2 separate regions of the Sus scrofa genome follow, and region 2 is linked to region 1. The links are chromatin contacts, called in public HiChIP or PLAC-seq maps. All regions are on one chromosome and are shown on one strand. Each heading gives the region's core, a stretch centred on a gene start, on an enhancer-like site or on the middle of the called end of the contact. The rest is flanking DNA. Distances are from core to core; before and after follow the strand shown. Region 1 holds the start of PPBP (pro-platelet basic protein). Region 2 holds the start of LOC100525396 (growth-regulated protein homolog gamma-like).

Region 1 (2,820 bases), core at 130-2,629:
CAAAAGCTATATAATAATCTCACTTACATAAAAAAAGGTCTATGTCTGGAATTCCTGCTGTGGTGCAGCAGGTTATAAACCTGTGTGGTTTCTTTGGCAGTGTGGGTTCGATCCCTGGCCTGGAGCAGTGGTATATGTAAGTGGCAGCTGCGGCTCAGATTCGATCCCTGGCTTGGGAATTTCCATATACTGTGGGTGCATTCATTAAGGAAAAAAAAAAAAGTCTGTGTCTATCTCTTTCTATATATGTGTATCTCTATGTATTATGCGTGTGGCTCTATGTAGGCATATATGTGCATATATAAATGCAGCTTGTATAGGAAACTAATGCCACATTGTTACCAGTGGTTACCATCTGGGAGGAGGAGTGTGGAGTAATGAGGAGGAGGAACTTGCTTTATCCCATATATACATCTGCAGGTTATGAATCATTTACAAAGTATACATTCCGCTACCACGTTAGTAATAAAAGGAAAAATAAAGATGCTGGATGGTTTTCTCCAGGGCATACCCAGATGGTAGAAACACATAATTTATTTTATAACACAAACGAGGATGAATTTGCTTCTAGTTTCTGGATAAAATTACAAAGATAATGCATTTGGAAGACAGAAGCCCATAAATGAATATGCAAAGTGAGGTTTTGATGGTAATTGACTCCAATGTTTTTCCACGTACCCCAAATGAATCCTAATACTTGTCAATAACAAGGATGGGGGAGTTCCCATTGTGGCGCAGCAGAAACAAATCTGACTAGAAACTATGAGGTTGCAGGTTCGATCCCTAGCCTCACTCAGTGGGTTAAGGATTCAGCATTGCCGTGAGCTGTGGTGTAGGTCACTGATGCAGCTCAGATCCAGCATTGCTGTGGCATAGGCCAGCAGCTGCAGCTCTGATTCAACCCCTAGCCTGGGAACCTCCATATGCCCCAGCTGTGGCCTTAAGGAGCAAAAAAAAAGAGTAATAATAATTTCCAGGATAGGAACATCTGCTTTCCCTTGGCCACTGGAAAGGGATGATAACTCTCTTTTCCAAGGACCCTATACTTACACTTCAGATACACAGAAAGCATCTATTAGGCCTATACATTGCATTATAGGAAAGGCAGGGCATATTACATAATTATACAAAGAAAATATATGTAATATTTCAGTCGAGTTCTTGCCTAAGTGGAGTGTTAAATATGTGTAAAGGAGATGGGTATTGAGAAAGGAAGAGTGGAAGTGTGCTGTGATGCTTAAAATGAAACTTAGCAGGAATTGGACTTGCCTGGCATTTATCTGGGTTGGGCACAACGTGACCACTCTTACACATATTAAATTACCACACACCCTCACTTCCCCCATCCCTATCCTTTTTCTCCTTACTGGCCTCGAGGGAGTGTGTACAAGAGATATCAGGAGACCGTGAAAAGCCACTTGGCTGCAGACATCCAGGCAGCAATTTACTTACCTTCCTCGCTGGCTCTGAGAACAACTCTGGCTCAGTCTTTCCACCATGAGCCTCAGACTTGGCGCCATCTCCTCCTGTACCACTTCCAGCCCATTTCCTGTCCTCCAGGTATTGCTGCCATTGTCACTGCTCCTGACCACGCTGGTTCCCGCCACCATGGGAGCAGGTAAGAGAAGCTTGGGGAAGGCTGCAGGTGGAGTCTCTGCTTCCATGCAGCTGAGGCTGCTTCTGCTGCAGCTAGGTGTGGGGGGAGGGTCTTCCTGGTGCACCCCAGACTGGAGAAGGCCATTACATGAATAGGAGCTGCATTCAGTGGGCACCTCATATGTGCCAGGAATTCTGCTAGGGTGCTTTCCAGATCACATTCATGATGGCCTTTGGAGAGAGGTACCTATCAACAGATGGGAGCCCTGAGAATCATCTAATAGAATGATCTCTTGTACCCTAGCTAAAATTGAGGGAAGAATGGCGCACGTTGAACTTCGCTGCCTCTGCTTGAATACCGTCTCTGGCATTCATCCCAGTAACATCCAAAGTTTGGAGGTGATCAGGGCAGGAGCTCACTGTGCCAAAGTCGAAGTGATGTAAGTCTTTGTTTCTGAAGTATTGCCTCACTGAGGAAGCTTTCCACCTCTATCCCGCTGCCCCGACACCACAGGATTCCTTCTGCTGGGGGCCAGGTTGCTCACAGATAATTCTATTCTCTCTTGCAGAGCCACGCTGAAGAATGACAAGAAAATCTGCCTGGATCCAGAAGCACCCAGAATCAAGAAAATAGTCCAAAAAATAATGGAAGATGGTGGGTCAGCTGCTTAATCCTTCTCCCTTTCTGCCAAAGTGGTTTAACTCCCAGGAAGGTTAGGAATTTGAAGTCTTGGCTGTCTAGAGTTCTTATTTATCCAGGATACCTAGTCATCCTGTATTAAACGCTGGATATGTTTTCCATTCTGTCTCAAAGAGTCACATTTTATTCTGAAATGGGTGGTTAATAGAGGACAGAGAGAAGATGAAAGTAAGCAAGGCTACTTACAATATGTAATATATGGTTTACTCCCTAACCCTTGGCTAAATGTGGTATTGTGCTTTGCATTTCTTTCTTTAAAAATTTCCCTCCAAGTAAGACAGACAGAGAAAGACCAATATCAAGTCACATTACTACTATGTGGAATCTAATAAAAAATAATACAAAAGAACTTACAAATAGAAACAAAGATTGAAACCAAATTTATGGTTACCAAAGGGGAAACGCAGGGTGGGAGAAATAAATTAGGGGGGTGAGATTGACATATACACACTAATATGTACAAAATAGATAGGTAACAATGACCTACTGTATAGCATATGGTAAATTACTTAATACTGTGTAAT
Region 2 (2,700 bases), core at 145-2,644, 33 kb after region 1:
TCACAACAGGTAGAGTTTCTGTTTAGGCAATGTTGGAAAAAGCTATTTCTATTTTGTCTATTCTACAAACATCTACACAGCATTTAATCTCTACTGACTCTCACACAAGTTGAGTCATTTCTCATAACCATCTGTGAGGAGGCAGAGAACCCTTTACAACTTGCTGGTGATAGGCGGCAACTGGCAACTAAATGCACGAAGCTCTGCTCTATGCCAGGTGGCCTGAATGGTGGAATGGCACACAGCTTCCGTACCACGGAGCTGGGCTGCCCAGAGCCCTGTCCAGAGACACCCATCTCTGGGCCAGAGGCCATTTCTTTCTCCTCTCCCAACTCCCATCATTTTCCCCATCTCCAAGAGGTCTGACTCCCACCTGGAGAATTACACTTAAGCCCTCTACACTTAATGCTGAGTCAAGGCATGTTCTCTAAAACTTCTGGTGAAAAAAAAAGTAAAGGCATCAGGTTAAAAGACTGAAATTCCTGGTCAGAAAAAAAGTTTCCAGAAAAAGGAGGACCGATCTATACGGAGGGGTCCCCTTCAGTGAATGAAACAGGCTTTTGAGTTTCCTGCTTCATCTTCACACATCTGGAGTAAGGGCGCTATGCAGCAGCTACACCCCTTCAAGTGTCCACATGCTATTCTGTCCAAGGACAGAACCAGAACAGGTGACCGGGCTAGCCTGCCCGCAGGTTCCAGAGTGACCACCAGTCTCCCATTTGTAGATCAGCTCTGGAATTTCATACATGGAAAAGGAGATCTGCAAGGAATTTTGGAAGAGGGAAGAAAGAAGTTCACAGGACACAAAAGACATGGCATGGTACAGCCCTCAACTTTCACAGAAATGAACCCTGACTTCAACTTTTGACACGATGCCAGTTCCCACGGAATGGAAAACATAACCAGAATACTCCAGGCGTGATTTGAGAATATACAACATGAGGAACGAGCTGAACATTCTTCTCGAGAATCGAGATGTCAGCTGTATTTTTGACAGAATATTCCGTCCACATGTATGAAATAGGCAAAATGGAAACAGATATATAGATATTGTATCTGTATGTGTGTGTGTGTTATATTTACATGATAAAATAATCACATATACTCGTTTACTCCTCCTTAATTTCTTCCGGTTTGATAACTAAGAACAGAAGTCTTTCCTTCTAAAACTGTCTTGCCATCCCTGTGCGGGGTCTCAAGGAGCGATTTCCTCTCCCCGTCCGGTGGCCAGAGGTGGCCAAGCGCCCAAGGTCCCCTTCCCCGCGCAGGATGTAGCCCCCGCGTGCCGGCGACTCACTCCCGCTGTGGGATTTGAGCACAAAGATGACACCGTGAGTGCGCGGATTAGCAGATTACGCGGGAGGCGGGCGGGGCGGCGCCTTCCTTCCGGACCCAGGAACGACCCGCGCATCAGGGAATTTCCCTGGCCCGGGGCTGCTAGCTCCAGTCCCATCAGGATAAAAGGGGTTCGCTCCGCTCAGAGAGCCACAGAACCCGCTCCACCAGCACTCTCTCCAGCCCTCCCGCCGCAGACACCCACCCTCCGAGCTAAGCCCCATGGCCAGCGCCGCGATCGCCGCCTCCCCCTGCGCCCCGCGCTTCCTCCGCGCTGCGCTGCTGCTCCTGCTCCTAGTGGCTGCCGGCCGGCGCACAGCAGGTGAGACTCGGCGCCTGGCATCCCCAGGCCGGACCCGGGGGCGGGGGGGGGGTGCTCATCGGGGAACACCCCAATAACCAAGTCTGTTGTTCCAGCAGGGGCCCCCGTGGGCGGCGAACTGCGCTGCCAGTGCCTGCAGACCGTGCAAGGAATTCACCTCAAGAACATCCAGAACCTGAAGGTGACATCCCCGGGACCCCACTGTGACCAAACGGAAGTCATGTAAGTTTCCCTGCCCGCCGCTGTCCTCGTCACCCCCAGCGTCCCAAAGCCCCACCCTGACCCCCAGCCCGACCTCCTGCCTCACATGGATTCTCCCTGCTCTCTGCAGAGCCACTCTCAAGAATGGTCAGGAAGTTTGTCTCAACCCCGCAGCCCCCATGGTGAAGAAAATCATCGAGAAGATGCTAAACAAGTGAGTTATAGTTTTTATTCACTCGTGTGAGTAGAGTCATTCTGTCTCCTGCAAATTATACCAGAGAAACCCACGATTTAGGTGCAGGACTGAAAATCATGATTATTTCACCATTCAATTTGCTATTAAGGTCATTAATCTGCTCTGGTGTCAGAAGGATATTTCCAGTGCCTCCCCCCCTGGCTCCTGACTCTATCCCCATTCAAATAAATGTGGATTAAGCTGCTTTCATGAAAATATTCACTAGTGTTGGACAGTCATGCTAAAAAGCTTTCTATTTTAACAAACAACAAAAACAACAACAAAAATAGGCATTCTCCCCACCCCAGTTCTTTCTGGAACACATACATTAAAAGCAGAACTGGTTTTCTGCAACATCGACCCTCAAGTTCAGTGATGAAAAGCAAGGACTTTGCAGTGAGTAGGTACTGGGTACAAATGTGCATCCCCACCTATTAGCTGTGTGCCAATGGTTTGGTTTATCTAAGACTTAGTAAAACAAGGAAAACAATAGTAGTTACTGCATGGGTCCGCTCTGTGTCTTTAAGTGAAACCCAATGTGACAGGCAGAGAGTAAACGTTCTAGCCATTTGTAGCCAATAATAGCCAGTAGTGCAGGAGGCTACAG

The links. HiChIP or PLAC-seq counts read pairs in DNA pulled down with a chosen protein or histone mark.
Region 2: an H3K27ac HiChIP or PLAC-seq map of alveolar macrophages shows a contact between it and region 1. The contact joins the promoter of LOC100525396 here to the promoter of PPBP in region 1. A contact is called at or near these places in 1 of 47 Hi-C or Micro-C datasets (epiblast stem cells) and 1 of 2 datasets of contacts at active chromatin or transcription factors (alveolar macrophages).

Annotation. Positions count from the first base shown.
Region 1 is chr8:70,020,089-70,022,908 of Sscrofa11.1, forward strand. PPBP (pro-platelet basic protein) reads left to right here and starts at 1,380. Exons shown (of 3, transcript NM_213862.2): 1 at 1,380-1,618; 2 at 1,901-2,036; 3 at 2,166-2,402. The coding sequence starts at 1,498. The coding sequence ends at 2,268.
Region 2 is chr8:70,053,402-70,056,101 of Sscrofa11.1, forward strand. It overlaps LOC100525396 (growth-regulated protein homolog gamma-like), which reads left to right and starts at 1,395. Exons shown (of 4, transcript XM_003126166.6): 1 at 1,395-1,657; 2 at 1,753-1,879; 3 at 1,989-2,072. The coding sequence starts at 1,558.